Regions from separate parts of the Ovis aries genome. Here region 1 is linked to region 2. A link is a contact called in public Hi-C data. All regions are on one chromosome and are shown on one strand. The core of a region is the stretch at or near the end of the contact, and the rest is flanking DNA. Distances in the headings are between cores, read along the strand shown. Region 1 overlaps KCNQ1 (potassium voltage-gated channel subfamily Q member 1). Region 2 holds the start of CDKN1C (cyclin dependent kinase inhibitor 1C).

Region 1 (5,361 bases), core at 1,650-4,149, 180 kb after region 2:
TCCCGACGAGACAACAAACCCCTCTCAGTATCGGACTGTTTTCCCCTCTGTCTCCCCCAGAGGACCGGGGGAGGCGGGGCCGGGGGGCGCACAACAGGTGCGGCGGGCTGGCGGCGGCCCTGGCTGATTGACAGCGCCCCGTGTGCGGCGAGGCGGTGGCGAGAGCACGCGGAGCCCCCCTGCCCCAGAAAGGACAGCAGCGGGCTCCCGGCCTGGCTGCAACGTGGCCCCGGAGGGCCGCCCACACACAGATGCGGTGCCCACGGCGTCCCTCCGCGAGCCGGTCCGCGAGGGGACAGTCCGAGGGCCTGCGGCCTCAGGGCCGGAGGTGAGAGGGCGCACCGGGCGAGCCCCGTCCCGGGAAACCACGCAGGCGCGGATTGAGCCACTCCTGCCATGCGCCCCACCCAGGCACACAGTTAGAAGCCCATGTTTGTGAGCCATAAGGTCAAGTCAACTCCATTTTAAGGATGTTTAAAAATCAGTTTTCAAAACTTATGGTTCCCAAAGGGGGAAGCAGGGGAGGGATAAATTAGGAGTTTGAGATTAGCAGATAGAACTACTATATTTAAAATATATAAACAACAAGGACCTATTGTACAACACAGGGAACTATACTCTGTATCTTGTAATAACCTATAATGGAAAAGAATCCGAAAAAGAGCATACACACACACACACACACACGTCTGAACCACTTTGCTGTACACCAGAAGCTCACATAACCTTATAAATTAACTGCAGTGAAAAAGCATCAGCTTTCAAGATGAAAGTCTAATCAGCGTGCTTTGTTAGTCTTTGCTGGGAAGAGGTGGGCACCATTTTAAGTGGATTTGTTTTACATGACTTTTCATCTCATGCTTAACATCCTTGGATTAAAAGCAAACCCCAAAACAACAAGTTGGGAAAAAGCTGGCATTCGTGAGTGACGACTAGAGGGGTCAAACCTGGTACTTCCTATGACAGAGCTAAGGAAAGCAACCCAGGGATCACCGGTTCTGACAAAGGAAAATGTCCAGAGCACTCGGAGAATTTCTTTTCTGTCTTTCATTCTGGAATGTAAACCCCACACAGGCAGGGATTTTTGTTCTGTTGAAATCTCTGAAATTGCTCTGAAGTCCTGGGGCTCCTGCGCCCCTGATATTTTGGGGTGGGGGTACGTAGGGATAGACCTCAAGGTGTCCGGGGAAGGGGCCCTACCTCCCACAGAGAGCTGTGGGAGGCCCGGAGGCAGAGGTCTGGACCGGATCCTGCTTGCTCGCAACAGTCAGAGCTGCTGCCTGGGGGCATGTTGGGCCTGCTGTTCTTCCCTGCTTCTCTGTGTGTTCTCTCTATTCAGCTTTGTGAGGCTGGTAGCAACACCTCCATCTTTCAAGTAGGGGTCTCAGCACGGCAGATTGCGGCCCAGGATGCCAGTCCCTCTCTGCCACTCTTCGCCAGCGAAGAGGGTCACCCCTGGGGAGTGGGGAGACAGAGGCAGAGCAGGCATAGGAGGCCAGAGAGTGGGGTGGCACCACTGTGAACCTAGACTCCAAGCCCCTGGAGCCTGCTCTGTTGTCCCCTTAGACTTTCCTCATAAAACACAAGTTTCAAAATGAAATAATAATTTCAAGATGGTGACAAGAGTATTAAACTCAAAGCATGGGACCCTCTGAGTACAGAGACCCTGGTGGTTGGTATCTGACCTCCCAGCAAGGGTGGACGACCCTCTGAATCAAGTGCTCCAACCTGGCTTTTGGCTGGGATGGAGATCAGGGGGCTAGGGAGATGGCCAATCTGGTCAGTTTCTGAAGGTCCAAGAGCAAGCTGTTAACACCTGAAAAGACGAAACCATTTTCCCTTTCCTCTCTGGCCTGAATCCTAAGATAAAACCAGATTCCGTCACTCGTGGAGAGATTCCTGGCTCTTTTCAGAGCAGTTGAGATGAACGGCCTTGTTGCAGGCCTTGGGTATGGGGACAACTGCCCACTCAACCCTGAGTGGAAGGCCAGGGGTAACAACTTCGGAGAACACCCTTAGAGTTCCATGTCACCAGACTGTTTTTGCAATTGGAATGGGAGGTTCATATTGCCCCAGGCTTGCTGGTAACACCTCAGCCGAGCAAGAGCTCCATGAAGACAGGGTTTCTCACTGCAGTTTTGGCAGATGCCTGGCACCAGGGAGGTGCTCCACAGACATGAAGATGAAGGGATGGAGGGAAAGAAAGATGGAGGGAAAGAGTGGGTGGGTGGATGGATGAGCCAATGGGTAGGTGGTGGCGGTGGTGGGTGGAAGGATGGTTGGGTAGGGGAGGCAGCCAAGAGACAAAGCCAGGATCCCCCTTCAGGTTCTGGAGAACTAGGAAGAGGAGGAGGAGGTCGCATACAGAGTAGTCAGGGTCCAAGAGGAAGGCCAAACACGTGGGCCACCTCAGCCTTGCCAACTCCCACAGGGTAGCCTGGGCAAGTCATGGCATCTTCCTCATAGGGTCTCCTGAAGACGGAGGAACAGAGCTCCCAAGGAAGGTCCACCCCCGAGGGAGAGGGAGGTGCTCTCCCCGGGCAGCCACACGGGAGCTCGCGCACCCCGTTCACCTGCCTGCGCGGACCCTGGGGAGGGCTGCACAGAGGGCCAGACCCTTGTGGAAAGCCACTGACGCTCCTCAGGGTCACTCTGGGGTGCACGGCTACCCATCAGGGGCAAGCTGGGCGCTGAGCGCGCCGCAGGCGGGGAACAGAATCCGATCGCGAGGGTGGACGCTCCGACCGCTGGGGTGGGGGTGGGGTGGGGGTGGGGGTGGATCAGCAGAGGCGTCTGGGCGGACGGGGCGGGGTGTGGCACGTGGCGCTGGGCTCGCCCGGCCAATGCGAGCCCGGGTGGCATCAGCATCAGCCCTCTCAGCCAATGGCAGAGCGCGGCACACCGCTTTCCACACCGCGGCCAATCCGCGCAGCGGCACGTGGCACGCCCGCCCCCGCAGGCTATCCAATCAGCTGCGGGGTGGCTGCCACATCTACCCCAGTCGGGGGCCACCGCAGCCACTCCGTAGACGGTCGCTGCTCCTGGCACGCGCAGGAGCTCGCGCAGCTCTCTCCTCCCGGCCGCGGGTCCCCTCAGTGCCGTGCTCTCTTCGCGGCCACCTTCTTCACGAGCTGGCTCTCCTCAGGCCGCGGTCCTTGGGCCGCGCTCTGTTCAGGCTGCGCTCGTCTCCTCAAGATGCTCCTCTGGCCGCGCACTCCACAGCCGCAGTCACCGCAGTGCCGTGCTCCTCACGCCGCTCTCCCCTCAGCGCACTTCGCAGGCTGCGCTCTCCTCACCGAGTCGCCGCTCCGGCCGCGCTCCTCATGGCTGCGCTCACCTCAGTGCCGCGGTCTCCTCACCGAGACGCCGCTCCGGCCGCGCTCACCTCAGTGCCGCGGTCGCCGCTCCGGCCGCGCTCCGCACGGCTGCGCTCACCTCAGTGCCGCGGTCTCCTCACCGAGACGCCGCTCCGGCCGCGCTCCGCACGGCTGCGCTCACCTCAGTGCCGCCGTCTTCGTGGCCACGATCTCCTCACGGCCGTCTGGGCTCGCAGTGCTCTGGGCGCGGTCCGCCTGGCGGCGCGGGGACTGGCAGTCGCCGCCTAGCTGAGGTGAGCTCAGTGTCTCGTGGGTGGGTGGTAGGCGGCTGGGTCGCCACGGTCGCCTCGCTGTGCGCCTACGTGGGAGCACGAAGCGCGTCGTGCTTCCGAGTCAGGGACGGCGGATCGAGGATGGGAGGGGACCTGTGACTGGAGGCCGCCTCGCCGTTCTGCTTCGGGGACCCAGGTCCGAGTCCCGGTCTCGGTGCGGGTCGGGGCTCCGAGTCCGTGATCGGATCGGGGTCTGTCCGCGCGTTGAGATGGGAATTCTGAGTGGCGTAGCTGAGTCCGCGTCAGGGCTCTGTGTGCGGGGTCCGAGTCAGGGGTCCGCAGTCCGCCTCACGGTCTACGTCGGGGACCTGGGGGGCGAGGGCCTGGGAGAGAACCGGGTTGAGTCCAGAGTCCGAGGCTGGGGCGGGGGTCAGGGTTGAGTGTGTGGTGTCCGCCCTGTGGTTCTGAGTCCAGGGTCGGGGCTGATGATGGGCACCCTGGAGGCCGAGTCGGGATCCGATTTCCCTGGAAGCGCTCCAGGGCGGGCGTCCCAGTTGGGGATTCGAGCCCGAGGCAGGGATCTCTGTCCGGGTTGGGATTTGGGGTTGTGAGTCGGAGATCGGAGTTGCGGTTAGAAGTCCAGGCTGGGAATCCGAGCCAAGAGTTGAGGTCGAGGTTTCTAGGTGCAGTGGAAATTCTGAGTCAAAGGTCAGTCCCGATGTTGGGGTCAGGATCTCGGGTCCAGGTTGGGTTGGGGTGAGGTGGGAGGAGGGAATAGAAATTGTGGCCACAGAAGTTGTGGCGTTGGAGGTTGATGACTCGGGTCAGGGGTTTCAGTGTGGGCAGTAGCTGGGACAGTCTCACTGCCACCCCTTACTGCTCCGCTGGTGCCTTTTCTGTAAAATAGAGGTTAAGTGCCTTTCCATAGGACTGTTCTGGGGATGAGAGAGAATCATTCATCCACTTTTGACCTAGATTGAGTACTAGCAAGAATGTTGCTAGTAATAGTAAAAACTGCATTTGAGGTGTGTTTCTCAGTCCCTTTCCTGGTTGACTCACCCCTGTCTGGGCAGAAAGCTCCCAGAAGGGACATTTCTGGTCCATTCTCCACTGCCTAACCAGGAGCCTGATACACAACCTTGCTCAGGCAATACTCCTTGAAGGAAAGCAGGCAGGCAGGATTAACCAGATTTCTATGGTGTCTCAAATGATCCATTTCTGCACCTGTTTTCCAGATACTCACTAGGAGAAAAATTTAAGGATTGAGTTGCTTGATTACAGTTCTATTTTAATGTGTTTCCAAACATGTTGAAGGGAAAAGTGGGCCTGTTTCAGGATTTATGCTCCAGCTAGAGGGATCTTTTTAAACTGTGAATCAGAGCATGTCCAAATTTAAATAAGGAAAGCACAAGAAAATTATGAACTATTTCCCTTATGAACATAGATGCAGAACTCCCATGTACAGCATTAGCTAGCTGAATCCAACAGTATATTAAACAATTCTTAAACAAGTGGGATTTCTCCTAGGAATGCAAAGATGATCCAGTATCAGAAATTCTATCCATGTAATTCACCACATTAAGAAACTAAAGGAGAGAAACCATATGGTTCTCAATAGAGGGAGAAAAACTATCTGATAAAGCTTAATGCTTTTTATGATTTGGGGGAGGGCACCACTTAACTAGCTAAGACTAGAAGGGAACTTCACTAAAATGATACAAGTCATATACAGAAACTTTACTTTTCAACAAACTCAGCAGAGAAAACAAAAG
Region 2 (5,133 bases), core at 1,007-3,506:
GGGCAGGCAGGTGCTCACACCAGGAGGCAGTCCCCGGGGGTCCAGAGCGGGGCTGGGAGGGTGGCGGCTTCTCAAAAGGAGACAGTCTGGAGACAACGCCTGGGCTGGGGGCTGGCCTTTCCCTGGCCTGTCTTCCTGGATGGCTGGAGCCGGGGCATCCTGACCCAGTGGGAAATCCTCGGGGCGAGGGCACACGGTTCCGCATTGTGTGTTCACTGCCTGCTGTGATCTGTGCATACGGCCTCTGGGGAGGCTGGCGCGGCCGTGGCACTCGGGTGGGGCGAGGCCCAGGCTGGGAGACACGAGCCCCGCCCAAGGGATCCACAGGGCCAGGGCAGCCTTTGTCATCTTGTTTTTTATTTTCCCGAAGGTAAAAACGTGTAGTGTCTGTACTTGCTGTGGGAAATTTGGACTAGAGTGTACAACAAAGAATAAAGAAATTGACACAAAGCATCACCTTTGGTCTTGCTCTCCAGAGCCAAGAGTGGTAACCTGCCCTGTCCCTCAGCTGGGTTGATGCCCCTCCCTTCAAACCTTGCCTCCCCTGAGCCACCTCCGGGGCGTCTGCAGTGTAATTCCCCGAGTGTCCCGGAACCCACAGGGGAGGCAGACAGGTGGGGTTGGGCCAGCCTCCTCTCACCTCCTTCACTGGGCCCTGGGCTCCCCCGGGTTCTGCTGGGCCCTGCAGCAGGCACCTGGCAGGTCACATCCCTGCCTGGGCTGCAGGAGGCACTTCCTAGGCTCTCAGCCCCAAGACGGGCTGGGCCAAGGCGAAGCAGATGAGTGCGATGGTCTCCTGTGACCCGGCTCAGAGAGCACCAAGGAGTGGGAGGCGGGCGGTCATGACCCTGCTTGGCAGAGCCTTCCCTTTCTGGGCTGGCCTCTCGGCCTGCCACTGTGGTTCGGCACACTAGCATTCTTAGGGGTGTACTTTTCAACTAACAGTGTTTATGGGTGCAAATGAAGGGGTGCCAGCCTTCCAGGATGGAGGAAGAGAGGTGCAGCTCTGGAGCAGAGCTGACTGCCCGCCCGTAATTTGGGGTTTCCCTTGGTGACAGAGATAGGGTTGGCCCAGAGGGTCAGCATTCAGCATAGGCAGTCAGGGGCCCAGGCTGGGCAGGGCCAGACCACCCCAGTGGAGAAGCCTCCAGTGCCCTGCCCACTGTCGAGCACTACAGCCTCTAGCCAACCAGCCTGGGCAGTCTGGACCCCCCGCCCCTGGCCAAGCCCTATGCAGCTGAGCACCCAGTTAGTGACGTGGTGATGGGCACAGCCAGTTTCCCATCCACGGAGCAGGGTGGGTGGCCTCAAGAGCTAGGGTCTTCAGACTCTGGCCCCAGACGACTACAGCTGGCCCTCAAGGTGTCCGCCACTTTGCCCTCGGAGAAAACAGGGGAGCAGAGCTTTCCCCCGCCGGGTCCCCCAGTTCCCTCTTCCTGTTAGCGCGAAGGCCTCCGGTCTACGGGTGTTAGCGCTCTAGGTGCGCGGAACCCCTGCAGGGACACAAGCTTTGGGCGTGGCTGGCCGCGCGGGGGCAGCCGAAGACCCCCTCTAGCTCCAGTCAGAGACGAGCCGTCCGCGGCGGCTTAAAGGCCCGTCAACTGGCACCGGAGGCCCAAGGCCGAGCGCAGGCGGCCGGGCTGGAAGACCCCCGGGGGGCCAGTTGGGCCAGGCTGCACGCCGGTCCTGCCGGGGGTCGTCGCCCGCCAAGCCCGAGAGGGCGCGCAGGCTGGGGTGGGGTGGGGGGTCCCGCGCCACCATCGCCTAGCAGCCCCCGCCTCGCAGACAAAGGAGCCGGCGGGGGGCGGGAGCGGGGGGGGGGGGCCGGGGGGATGGGGCGAGGGGGCGGGGCGCCGCGGTGTCACGTTACCGCCCGCAGCGCCCTTTAACTCCGGCCCCGCCCCGCGCCCCGCCCCCACCCCCGCCGCCGCGCGCGCCCCGCGGCCTGCCAATCGGCCCTCGCGCCCCGCCCCGCCCTCGGGTGGGTGTGTGCGCGGGGCCAATGGGCGGCGGGCGGGGGCCGGGCCGCCGGAGGGGCGGGGGTAGCGCGGCGCCGGCCAATCGCCGCGGTGTTGTTGAAACTGAAAATACTACATTATGCTAATTGCATCAGGGCCCGCGCGCGGGGGGGGTGGGACCCTCGCGTATAAAGGGGCGCGCGAGGACTGGGCGTTCCACAGGCCAAGTGCTCTGCGCTCGGTGGGTGCCAGCCAGGCCAGAGCCAGCCGAGCGAGCGAGGACAGGCACAGAGGGGGCGCGGCCAGCGGCCGGACGACACCGCGAGCGAGCCTCAGGAGCAGTCAGCGGCCCGACAGCCAGGTAGCCGCCGCGGGACACTCCCGCCGCGTCCCTGTGCAAACGCAGACTCCCGCTGCGCGGGGTCTCACTTGCGCGCGGCCCCCGCCCTATTTCCCTCCCCTCCTCCTTTTCCTCTCCTCTCCTGCCTCCCGGCCCCCGCAGACCCCGGACACGTCCGACGTGTGTCTCCGCAGAGCATTGGCAATGGAGCGCCTGGTCGCCCGCCGCACCTTTCCCATGATCGCGCGCACCAGCGCCTGCCGCAGCCTCTTCGGGCCCGTGGACCACGAGGAGCTGGGCCGTGAGCTGCAGATGCGCCTGGCCGAGCTGAGCGCCGAGGACCAGCGTCGCTGGGACTACAACTTCCAGCTGGACATGCCACTGCGGGGCCCCGGGCGCCTGCAGTGGACCGAGGTGGACAGCGACTCCGTGCCCGCCTTCTATCGCGAGACGGTGCAGGTGGGGCGCTGTCGCCTGCTCCTGGCGCCTCGTCCCCGCCCGGACGGCGCGGTCAATAGCCCGCCTCCCGGGCCGCCGGCCGATGAGTCCCTCGACGGCCTCGAGGAGGCGCCGGCGTCGCCGTCCAGCGGCCCGGCCGTAGCGCCTGCCCAGGCCGCGGCCCCGGCGCCTCAGGAGGGCGCTGAGCAGGAGGCGGTCCCTCCGCCGCGCGGCCAGGAGCCCCAGGCCGAGCCGCCGCACTCAGGGATTTCGGGGCGCCCCGCGCCGGGCACTGCCGCCGCTGCCACCAACACCGCCGCCAGCGGCGCCGCTGTTGCCACCACTGCCGCCGCCGGAGGCGCCGCGATCAAGAAGCTGTCCGGGCCTCTCATCTCCGGTGAGTCCCGCGCGGCCCCGCCCCGGCCCGGCTCGGCCCTGCTTTGTCCGGCCGGCCGGGTTCCCCGGCCCTCGGGGGCCTCGCTTGGTCCCCGCCTCCTCCGTGGCGTTAAAGGGCCCGCAGCGCGCGCGGCGAGGCTGCCCCTGCACCCCGTCCCCACCCTGTGGTCGTGCTCTCGAGAGGTTCGCCCGGGAGGGTTGGGAGGGCGCGCCCTGGTCCCCTCCGAGCACGATCCTCGCCGAGGCCGCCGAAGCCCCTCCTCGGGCGCGGCCCGGCGCCCCGATCGCGGCGCGGAGGGGGTTAAGCGCGGCGGTAGCCCCGGGGGGCTTGGCCGCGGGACAAGGGGAAATGCTTACACAGCGCATTGCGCGGCGACGTAAACAAAGCTGACCCGCCGCGGACCTCGGCGCGGGCGGGGACGGCGCCCCCACCGCGGCCCAGCAGCCGCCCGCGCGCCCCCCCCACGCCGCTCAGGCCCCTTCTCAGACTCCCCGGCCCGCCCCGCCATGACCGGCTAGGCGTGCTGTCGCCCTCAGACTTCTTCGCCAAGCGCAAGAGACCCGCGCCCGAAGCCAAGGCGTCGAACGAGGTTCCCGCGGGATGCGCCGCGCCTGGCGCCGCTCCAGCCGTCGGCTCGGCTGAGCAAACCCCGCGCAAGCGGCTGCGATGAGAGGTGAGGGCGGCGGCCGCGGCGGGGGGTGGGGGTGGGGTGGGGCGGGGCGCCCCGCGCGGTCCTCGAGGCCCCTGTGTCGCCCCTCGCTCACCGAACTTCTCTCCCGTAGCCTCGTGCCCAAAGAGCCCTGACGGAGCCCGTTGGGCAGCGGACAGGAGAGGAGCGCTGGGCCTCGGCTGGGACCGTCCATGTAGCAGCAACCGGCGGCAGCTGCCGCGAGCAGCGTTCGGTTTCGTGTTTAAAGTTTGACAACTGTGCAATGTATTAATAACGTCTTTTATATCTAAATGTATTCTGCCCAAGGAGTACACTGGTCCCAAGGTGTAAAGCTTTAAGAGTCATTTATATAAAATGTTTAATCTCTGCTGAAACTCAGTGCAAAAAAAATGAAAAAGACAAAAAAAAAGGAAAAAAGAAAAAAAACCCTGTATATTTGTACAAAAAGTTTTTAAAGTTATACTAACTTATATTTTCTATTTATGTGGAGGCGTGGGCCGCTCTGCCACGCCGCAGCTCGGTTATTGGTTATGCCAAAGGCACCTCACTCGCATCTGGTTATCAGCAAATGTAAATCTATTTTTTGTAGCGTATTCTGGGGGAGGGGTCACTCACAAGCTATAGCTGCCGTACAAGCCCATCTAGCTTGCAGTCTCTTCGCGCTTTCGCTGTCTCTTCTTACTATTATGATTATTTTAAACTTGAAGACAAATCTGTTTTTTTAAAAAATGGTTCCTGAGCCGTCTGCACCACTGCCCCGGCTCCTCGTCCGCCGGGTTCTAAATAAAGAGGCCGAAAAAATGCTGCAACTTAGCTCCTGTGTGCCTGTACTGCCTCCAGCTTCCGCCCCGGCGCCCCCCAAAAGTTAGGGAGGCAGAGCTCGGGGGAGCAGCCTAAGAGGGCGGGGGACGACCGGGACTTTCTCCTGGCAGCGCTGGCACTCGCCCACATGCACCAGGGCACTAATTTAGGGATGAGCGGCCCCGCCCTTGCTTTCCGTTTATCACACACACGAACAAGCACACACCCCGTGTAGGGCTCTCGGAGAGGAGACCAAGACTCAGTTTCTCTGGCTCCGGGGAAACCACCCACACCCCGGCTGCCCAGTGGGACTCAGGTGGGCACCGGCGGGGGCCGGGCTGGCCGCAGGCCCGATGAGCGGGACCTGAGCTTTTAAAGTTCTCGAGACCTCGCACAAGGTGGAGCCTCAAGCCTCTCCGAAGCCCCCAGCTTCGTGGGCACCGGTGCCCCCCAGAGTGGGGCCGCAGGACCCAGATGTATTCCTGGCCTGTTGGGCCCACAGTGGGGGAGGGGCGGGCTGCGGGGGGAA

What was found. A called contact is a pair of places that touch in the nucleus more often than the background predicts.
Region 1: a contact with region 2 is called in a Hi-C map of tail adipose tissue, with 4 times the contacts expected there. The contact joins the enhancer-like site here to the promoter of CDKN1C in region 2. A contact is called at or near these places in 4 of 16 Hi-C or Micro-C datasets (hypothalamus, muscle and tail adipose tissue).

The regions. Positions count from the first base shown.
Region 1 is chr21:45,282,747-45,288,107 of ARS-UI_Ramb_v3.0, forward strand. All of the region lies in intron 10 of KCNQ1 (potassium voltage-gated channel subfamily Q member 1), which reads right to left. Among named protein-coding and RNA genes, the nearest start is that of CDKN1C, 180 kb to the left of the region's middle. Within about 2 kb of position 2,900, at least 19 of the 54 cell types and tissues checked have an H3K27ac peak or open chromatin away from gene starts, as enhancers often do. A contact at or near this core is called in tail adipose tissue, where this site is marked.
Region 2 is chr21:45,104,907-45,110,039 of ARS-UI_Ramb_v3.0, forward strand. CDKN1C (cyclin dependent kinase inhibitor 1C) reads left to right here and starts at 2,257. Exons shown (of 4, transcript NM_001142510.1): 1 at 2,257-2,319; 2 at 2,493-3,133; 3 at 3,670-3,806; 4 at 3,916-4,612. The coding sequence starts at 2,257. The coding sequence ends at 3,803.